Linked DNA regions of Sus scrofa: region 2 is linked to region 1. A link is a contact called in public HiChIP or PLAC-seq data. All regions are on one chromosome and are shown on one strand. The core of a region is the stretch at or near the end of the contact, and the rest is flanking DNA. Distances in the headings are between cores, read along the strand shown.

The links. HiChIP or PLAC-seq counts read pairs in DNA pulled down with a chosen protein or histone mark.
Region 2: an H3K27ac HiChIP or PLAC-seq map of alveolar macrophages shows a contact between it and region 1. The contact joins the promoter of PMPCB here to the promoter of ARMC10 in region 1.

What each region holds. Positions count from the first base shown.
Region 1 is chr9:103,177,264-103,181,995 of Sscrofa11.1, forward strand. It overlaps ARMC10 (armadillo repeat containing 10), which reads left to right and starts at 2,491. Exons shown (of 6, transcript NM_001244923.1): 1 at 2,491-2,684. The coding sequence starts at 2,546. It overlaps FBXL13 (F-box/LRR-repeat protein 13), which reads right to left and starts at 2,116. Exons shown (of 21, transcript XM_013979811.2): 1 at 1,985-2,116. The coding sequence starts at 2,059.
Region 2 is chr9:103,313,861-103,318,571 of Sscrofa11.1, forward strand. PMPCB (mitochondrial-processing peptidase subunit beta) reads left to right here and starts at 2,301. Exons shown (of 13, transcript XM_003130241.4): 1 at 2,301-2,458; 2 at 3,442-3,582; 3 at 4,311-4,397. The coding sequence starts at 2,360.

The DNA.
Region 1 (4,732 bases), core at 1,241-3,740:
TGCCAAACTCCTATCCTGAATGAAGTCAGCTCTTATTTGTCTACCTATGTATGTTTCAGAAAATCATACGACTGGGAAGGCGTATACCATGTTTTCTACACATTTTCAAATATAATTGTATAGAGGTAAAACATGAATGAAACTCAAGCTAAAAACACTAAAATAGGAGTTGCCTTGTAGTGCAGCAAGTTAAGGATCCAGAGTTGTCACTGCAGCAGCTCAAGCTGCCACTGTGACTCAGGTTATTTCTTGGCCTGGGAATTTCCACACATCTCAGCCGTGGCCAAAAAAAACCTTCTAAAAAACCTAAAACAGGAGTTCCCATTGTGGCTCAGTGGTTAACGAATCCGACTAAGAACCATGAGGTTGCGGTTCGATCCCTGGCCTTGCTCAGTGGGTTAAGGATCCGGTGTTGCTGTGAGCTGTGGTGTAGGTCGCAGACACAGCTCAGATCCCAAGTTGCTGTGGCTGTGGTGTAGGCTGGAAGCAACAGCTCTGATTAGACCCCTAGCCTGGGAACCTCCATGTGCCATGGATGTGGCCCTAGAAAAGGCAAAAAGACAAAAATAAATAAATAAATAAATAATCTAAAACAATACAGATGTATATGGAATAAACGATTAGAGTTCTCCCCTAAAGTCATTCCCCAAAACATTTGCTGTTAATAGTTTGCCATATGTTCTATAAGTGTATTATTTTCTTAAATATAGACATATATGCACAAACATATACATATAAAAATACATATATACACATATACATACAAATATGAAAACAGGTAGCTAGATTGTAGTAGATACTTTTTTAAGCAACTTGCATATTTTTTCCATTTTTTAAAAAATTAGGATGTCATGGAGAGCCTTTCTTCTCAAAAGATACAGTATACTTTATTCTACACAATATCCCATTCCACTATTCACACTTAGGTTTTTACCATTTTCACTACGCAACAATATCATAATGAATATACTTGTACATCCTTCTGGTTACATGTGCAAGTATATCCCTAAAGCAAACCCTGAGAAGTGGAAATGCTTGATCAAAGCATTTATTAACATTAGCATCCAAAAAAGAGAAGACTGTACCAAAGTGTTCTCCTACCTGAATAGGAGGGTTACTACCCCAAGCTGGGCTCTCAACACTACCTGGCTCTCCTTCTCTTTCCTTCCCTAGACTTCCAGCTCTCCCTCCTTCTCCACATAACTACTCAAAATCCCTTCTGCACCTTCCATCCCCACCCAAACGTACATATTCTTGGCAAATATTTCACCCATTATGTGTAGAAAAAATAGAAATCACCAGAAGAGAACTTTCTTGGCTTCCTGTCTCCAAACCTACAAAACTTATCCACCCCTGTCTTTCTTCTCTCCTGTTTTGGTGGGGAGGGAAACAAGTCCTTCCTCCTGGTTGTGGGGTACTTTTCACAAAGGAATGACTTCCATCTAAAGGTCTCAGCTTCCATCCCTCAGCCAACCTCAGTGTATTTTCTACCTTCATCCTTCCAATGAATACCCAAACTCATCTTGAGCCAAATCCACCACATCTTTTCAGATCCTTATCTGAAGGATAGGTGACATTAAGATAAGGTGGTCCTTATCTTAGGTGACTCTCACCATAAGGGCACACTCTCCTACTCTTCCTCCTATGTCTCTAGGGCACTTCATTCTCAATCCTTTAGTACTCAGGCTCTTCCTTGTCCAAACCTTAAATGCTGGAGTTTGGGGTTTTCTGTCCTGAGTTCCTTTTCTCTTTCTCCCTGGGAGATGTCACCCCTTCTTCCCTTTCAGCCACCATTACCCCTCTGTCGTCAACTCTCTGATGTGTATATTCAGCCCAGACCGCCAACCTGTCAAAAGCTGACTTCATCCTTTCCCTTTTCATTCCTCCTAACCTCCATTCCCTCTCCCCGCCAAACCCTAGGCCCTCGTCTGGGAAATCTCTTGCAATTCCTCCTTCTAAGTCCGCTGCCACGTGGCTCCAGTACCTCGCAGACCTGAGGAATGTAGTTCTCCTTGAAGTAGTTCCTCAGTCTGGGGCTGGCAACTCGCAACGAGGCCATGACCAGAGGCACTGCTGAAACTGCGCTGCTCACCCGCTCTTCAAACCCGGCTCCGAAGCCTCGCCTGAGCTGGGGGCTAGCGCGTCCCGGCGTTGCCCTGGCAACTGCGCGGCGGGGAGGGGAGGGGCTAGGCACCGACTGGTCCCAGGCCCCCAATAGCCTGCGGCCGCTGGCCGCCGGAAAAGGGGCGGGCCTCGGCCTGGCGCCAGCCCGCCTCTGGGCGGCTGTGGAGGCCCCCTGGGTCCTTTTGGGGCCTGGAGCGCTAGCAGCGCTTCACCCTCGCCCCGCCCAGCCTCTAGGAAGCCGCCTGGACGCATCCAGGCCCGAGTGGGCGGTTTTATATTTTAACTGGGCGGCTTCCGGGAGGCGGAGCCCAGACCCTCATTTCCTTTCTCTCGCGGCTGCTTGAGCTCGGGCGGCGAAGGGTCTCGCTGGCTTCAGACCCTGCCCGCCAGGCCCAGCGCTGCGCGCAGCCCCAGCGAGAGCATGGGCGGCGCCCGGGACGTGGGCTGGGTGGCGGCGGGCCTGGTCCTTGCGGCCGGTGCCTGCTATTGCATTTACAGGCTGACGCGGGGCCAGCGGCGAGGTGCCCGTCGGGTTGGACTGCGCCCCTCGCGGTCCGCAGGTAAGGCCTTGGGGTGCCTAATAGGTGGGCCAGCTGGGCACAGGGCTTTCCCAGGGTGGGGTTGAAGCCGCCGCAGGCGCTCATGGCTTTTCAGTGCAGGGGGTAAAATAAGGAGCCCACCTAGGGAGGGAAGGAGGGAGGCTGGTAAGAAGGGTGAAGTTGGGAAGCCCCAACAGGTGCTGAAGGGGAATCTTCAGCCTGTTTGGGGTAGGGTTCATAGCTGCTTCCCTGCCTCCATTTCTTTGTTCAAAACCCCGGTTGAAAAATTGCCCAAACTCTCTTGCCTGAGTCTGGCGTCACAGCGGACAGATTAAGTTTTGCAAAAGCATGTTGATTGCCTCTCACGTTGAAGCTTGCTCTCTCTCAGTTGTTACCCAGTGTGGGTCTGACCTCTTGCTGCTCTAAAGCTAATAAAAAGGCAAGGTTGGTGGAAAGGAAAGTTTCCTTTATTTCTGATGCCAGAAATGGGAGGGGGGCACTTCTGTCCAAAGGATGAATGCCCCGCTGACAGTCAGTGGGCATAAGCTTTATATAGGCGGAGGGAGGGGCTACATGCAGAAACAGCAAAGTCAGCTGTGACAGTCTTCTTGAAATTGGTCACCCCTGGTCTGACCAGTGTCATCTTGATTGTTTTAAGTACAGTTAAGTCTTCAGTTCCAGGGTGGGTTTGTTCCCATTTCTTTGAGGCTAGTTCTCTAAATGGTGGCAGCATATATCACGGCCATAGGCGGATCACGGTGCAGTTGACTTCTTCTACCTGGTGGGGGTTTTGATATCTACAAGATAGTTCATAGGATATGGCTCAGAATATTATCTATAGCCCTTGAGGAGGAACTAAAGGTCCTTGACTTTGCTTAATGACTAAACTGTTATTATTTGGTCTCATTCAACTCTCTTCCTTGGCTCCTGCATTTTCTCACTTCTCCGATTAAATTTATTCTTTGGCTAAAGTTTTCCCACAGACAAAAGGCAGAGGACATGGTGGGGGAGGGACCTTATGGTGTTACCAGAGAGATTCCTCTAACTCTGCACAGTGTTGCAGGGCCTGGAATGATAGATGAAATTCTGCAGACTTTTTAAAATCTATTTTTTATTTCAGTATTCAGTTGATTTACATCGTTGTGCCAGTTTCTGCTGTATAGCTAAGTGACCCAGTCATACATATAATACATTCCCTTTCTTGTACTATCCTCTGTCATGGCTATCCCAATAGACTGGATGTAGTTTTCTGTGCTGTACAGCAGGACCTCATTGCTTATCCATTCTAAATGTAATGGTTTGCATCTATGAACCCCAAACTCCCAGACCCTCCCACTCCCTCCCCACTCCCACTTTATTAGCACCAGTCTGTTTTCTATGCCTGTGAGTCTGTTTCTTCCTGTAAATGCCATATTTTAGATTACAGATGTGATATATGGTGTTTGTCTTTCTCTTTCTGACTGACTTCCCTTAGTATGATAATCTCTAGTTGCATCCTTACTTAGCTTTTAAAAAGATGTACATTTATATCAAAGGGACAGACAAAGGATATACAAGTTTGCTCAGGGAAGCGCACTAAGAAAAGAAAGTCGGGGAAAGGTTTATTTCCCTTTTGGCACATGGAGAAAAAAGTCCATTTTTTAAAAGATTTGGAAGTTCCTGTTGTGGCGCAGCAGAAACAAATCTGACTAGGAATCATGAGGATGCGAATTCGATCCCTGGCCTCACTCAGTGGGTTAAGGATCTGGCATTGCTGTGAGCTGTGGTATAGGTCACAGATGCAGCTCAGGTCCTGCGTTGCTGTGTCTGTGGTGTAGGCCAGCAGCTATAGATTTGATTCAAACCCTAGCCTGGGAAACTCCATATGCTGTGAGTGCAGCCCTAAAAATAAAAATAAATAAATAAATAAAAAAGATTTGTACTTGCCCTTACTTCAAAGCCTAATTTCTTTGTTTCAGAGATACCTCTGTATAAGTAATTAGTCAGGTGACCTGAACTCAGCTACCTGCTCACTTATGCTCACTTAAGATGATGATCACTAACAAAGTCTTACTTTTTTTTTGTTGTTG
Region 2 (4,711 bases), core at 1,051-3,550, 140 kb after region 1:
TTGATTCTGGCCATTTTTTTAAAATCAGCTTTCTCATTTATTTTATGAAAAGAAGAGAGAATTTTCAGAGGTTTTTATTCTGTCATTTCCATGACATCCTACACTAAGTTAGAATTAAGATGTGGTAAAATTTCTCAGATACTTCTTGTGATTATACCTAAATATATTTGTATATATGTATGCATGTTTGTAGTTCTTTATTAATGTTAACACACCTGTGTTTTAGAATCATGAAGGGATAATTGTGGCTGTTTTTATTATGTAATAGATGCTGTGGGCTGAATTTGTGGATCATAGCAGAGGCGAGAAGTGGAGAGAGATGGGTCTGGAAAGATAAGTAGCTGTCAGATCAAGAAGGGTCCTATTTATCATACAGATGTTCTGAAGGTCAGGTTCTTATCTTGTCGCAGAAAGAATTCAGAAACGAGATGGAAAATTGAAAAAAAAATGAGGATTTATTTAAACGAGAAATACACTTCTTAAAGAGAAGTGGGCAGAGAGGCAAGCAGCTGCCCTGCATTTTTTGGCACACCAGTTATATAGGGCATCTAATTTTATGGGTGGAATATTCAAATCCCTGGGAAGGTGGGCTTTGGGGGTCATATTCCTTAATTCTCATCCCAGCTTGATCTTCCCAAAGCGAGGAGGGATTTTTGTCCTTATTTAGTTTTATTAGAAGCGTCATGGCGTTGGTGTATGATGGGTACCTGTTATCTGCATAACTAATTTTTATTATAATTTTATTATAGTTAGGGCATAATGAGCAACAGGTTACATCCAGCATTGGAGATTCATGCTCTTTGTCTGCCTCTAGGGCACTTATCACCCCAAAAGGTGTGGCTTCCTATTAGTCTGGAGGTTCCAGCTTTTCTCTATCCACACATGGGCCCTGCTATTTGCATGAGGTGTGGTTTCCTGCCATTTGGCCCCACGCACCCCTTCTCTGCTTGTGTCTAACTGTTTGCCTGCTGTCACTTTATCCTGACCCAGGGAAGTTACTGTGGGGTTCTTTATAATGGGACTGTCATGCTAAAAGGTGCATTCTTAAAAGATGCCTTGGATAAAAAACTATGACAGTAGGGCTAGAGCAGATTCAAGAGGTAGGATGTTCAGAGTGGAAAAAAGGGAGCTGAGGATGAAATCCAGGTTTCTGGCTTGGAGGTCTGGTGAATGGAAGTATCATTGGCTGTTTTGCATTGCATATACAGGAAGCAACTTAGGGGCAAGACAGTGAAATGCATTTTGGACACGTTGATATTGAGGCACCAATGGGATACTTCAGTGTAACTGTCTAGTCACTGAATGGTTAAATGTGCCTGGAGCTCAAGAGAAAGGTCTGACTGTGTAAACAGGGTAAGTCTTCAGGTCAAAGTGGAAACCCTCAGGGAGAGTGTGCAATAGGAGAAGAGGCCCAGACCCAGGGAAATACCAACTTTCAGGGTAAAAGGGCATGGACTTTAAGAGCAAAGCTTTGGAGCCACACAGCCTGTAATTAGCATCTTGACCCCGGGCAAGTTATTTTACCCCAGTTTCTACCTCTGTAAAAAGAGTATGAGAAGAGCACAATTAGAAGTTCCCTGGTGGCTCAGTGAGTTAAGGATCCCTTGTTGTCGCTGCTGTGGGGCAGGTTTGATTCCTGGTGAGGGAACTTTTGCACACCTGGGCAAGGCCCCCCAAAGAAGAATAGCACACTTAGAACAGTGCTTGCTATTTTTAGTTTCATTAAGAGCTTTGTGAATAAACAGCTGCCCAAGAAGGTGAAGAAGGGACTAGGAGAAGGAGGAAGAGCTCTAAGATCAACGTGGAAGAAAAATTCATACAGATTTATGTCAAATTAAGCCAGTAAGACTATATGATAAGGTTACAGGTCTATGAAGTGTTCATTTTTCAGCAATTAGCGGCTTCAGCAAGAGCAATTTCTGTAGCATGGAACGAGTCAGACTGTCGAGTGTTGAGGAGTGACTAGGCGTCAACACTAATACCTCCTTCCCCTCACCACGTGTCTCCTGTAGGAGATGCTTCCTCCATGGACAGTGAGTTATGGATCATATTCCACTTCTTCTGATTAATTTCATCCACTGATGGCATGATACGTTGCACCACGTTACCTTTATCTCTTCTACATTTGTACCTTGAACGTCTTAGGTGATCAAAGTAACTGCTGATACAGGGGTTTCTGCAGCTTCCCAAATTGCTGTTATTTAGGGAAACCGCTCAGCACCACATCCAGGTCTATTTCTTCCACAACCGCTTAGAGGAGTGCCATTCCCATCCCGGCCACTAGGTGGGTCCCCTCCTCACGTCTGGGACCTCCGGTCACGACCCCGGAAACACATCCCTCACACTGTCCAGAGCGGAGATGGCGGCGGCGGCGGCCCGAGCGGTGTTTTTGCCCGCGGTGCGGAAGCGGCTCTGGGGTTTCTCCAAGAGGCTCTTGGTCGGAGGCCCTGCAAGGCAGGTGAGCTTCCCTTCACTTGTCTGGATGCCGCCCGGGACCAGGCCAGGGCCTCTCCCGCTGGACTCCGCTCGGCGACCCTGAGCCGTAGGCTGTCGGCCCGGCCGCGCGAGTTGCCACCCCCGCCCCCAACAGTGGGTGTGGCTTCCTCCGCTGGGATACGGGGGTCATCAGGTGGCCGGGGAGGCTTGTCACCCGCCGGGGCTGAGCTGGCTTTGGTCACCCGCAGTGCGTGACCTGCCAGTGACATGAGACATGACTTTGGTTGCCGGCCCCTTCCCCAGTTACTCAAAAGTTCTTGTAAAGAGTACGTGTTGGTTACTGCAATCTCAGTGGTTGCAAATTGGGGGAAATCAAAAAGTGAGGACACCCTCTCTCACACACACACTCCCACTCCCCAGATATCTGTTTTTGCCTAAAACTCAGTGTCTTTATCCTCACCTCTGCTTCCTGCGAACCCCAGGGTAGCTAAAGGAAAAGTTTGTATGTTTCTCCTCAGAGACTGGCTTTCTCTAGACTTTGTGGGACTTTTAACTTATGTATAAAGGAAAAGAAAGACTGCGGACAGGCGTGTAGTCCATAGTCAGCAAATCAATCAGCCAGTGTCTTGAGCCTTTCTTCCTATCTTCTCTTTTTCTGCCTTTTTCAAGACTTAGTTTTTTTTGAACAGTGGGAACCTTACACCAATGTTATGTAGGTATTTTTATATTTTTCTCTCCCTTTCTTGCCCCTTGGCTTGTTCCTTCTATAGTGAATATTCAACATTTCTTGGAGAAGTATTCAAAGCAGTTTTCTCTCTGGATAACGATGGTCGCTTGAGGAATGTTCCTAGACTAGGCCAGAGGTGTGGGTGGATCCCAGTGGAATAAAAGTTGAGGGGGAAAGAGTACTTTATAGAGAGGGTCTTTGTGAGATAGATTTGGTTTTCTGATCAACTTTCATGTTACAATAGTGATGTTTTACTTCGTCCCTCCATCCCCAACCAGTCATTATATTTTGGAGGAAACAGATTGAGAAGTACACAGGCTGCTACACAAGTTTTTCTGAATGTTCCTGAAACGAGAGTAACCTGTTTGGAGAACGGACTCAGAGTGGCCTCTGAAGACTCTGGGCTCTCAACATGCACAGTAAGTGTTTCGGCATCAGTTTGACCTCTCATTAGGAGAGAGCAAATTACTGACTTTAATTTAAGCTTTTCAGTTAGTTGGCAGGTGGTTGAAAATAGGGGCAGTTATTTTGCCTTGACAAAAGTGATTCTCACTTGTGAATCTCTTCTGTACTACTTCTATACCAGGTACTTGTGTACTTTAAGCGTCTACACATCTGGTTCTTGAAGCCTGTCATTGTCATGTAGTGTTGATAATAATGAGAGAAGTATATTTGCTAGACTACTCTGTCAGATGTTTTCATATATATTGTCATACTTGATCTTAAAAATAGTTCTTTTTAGCAGGGATCATCATATCCATTTTACAGTTGAAAAACAAGATCAGAGAAGTTAAGTGGTTTTGTCCTGGGTCACACAGCTAATATTTGACTGAACCAGGATTTGAACCTAGACTTTCTGACAATCCGTGATGTTCTTTATACTATGCTTGTTAATTGACTGCAGTAACACACTGAGCTAAGAATCCAGGTTCTTAGTGAAGCTGGTAAGTAGGCTTTGTAGCACCTTAGTAGCCTGATAACCAGAATTTTTAAGTCTCATGGTTCTTAGGATTGTACTGTCAATCCACTCAAGTTAAGACTGGAAAGCACTTGTCAGAAAAAGAAAGAAGACTGCCCCCTAGTTTTACCCCATCCCTCAAAAGAAAGAAAATAATGTTTTACTTAATTCTTCCTTGATTGCATTAAGGTTGGGCTTTGGATTGATGCTGGGAGTCGATATGAAAATGAGAAGAATAATGGAACAGCTCACTTTCTGGAACATATGGCTTTCAAGGCAAGCTCTAAGACATTTTTAATGAAGTCTTTAATAAAAACTTTCTTTAAGAGACAGTAAGCACAAAATCTCATTCTGTGGCAAGGAGAACTACGTCAATAGTATAGCATGTTTTAATTTTTTTTAAAAACTTCAGGATATTTCTGAAATAATTACTTACAGTTTCTGTGTAGAGTTGAAACAAGGATTTTTTCTGGGGATGTAAGGGTCATCTGAAAGTGTGCCACTACTTCTAAAACCTAATATACTTTGGAAATAAAGTTTGATTCTTCCATCAGACTGACACAGGCTTATGTCCTCATGTAAATTGTCTG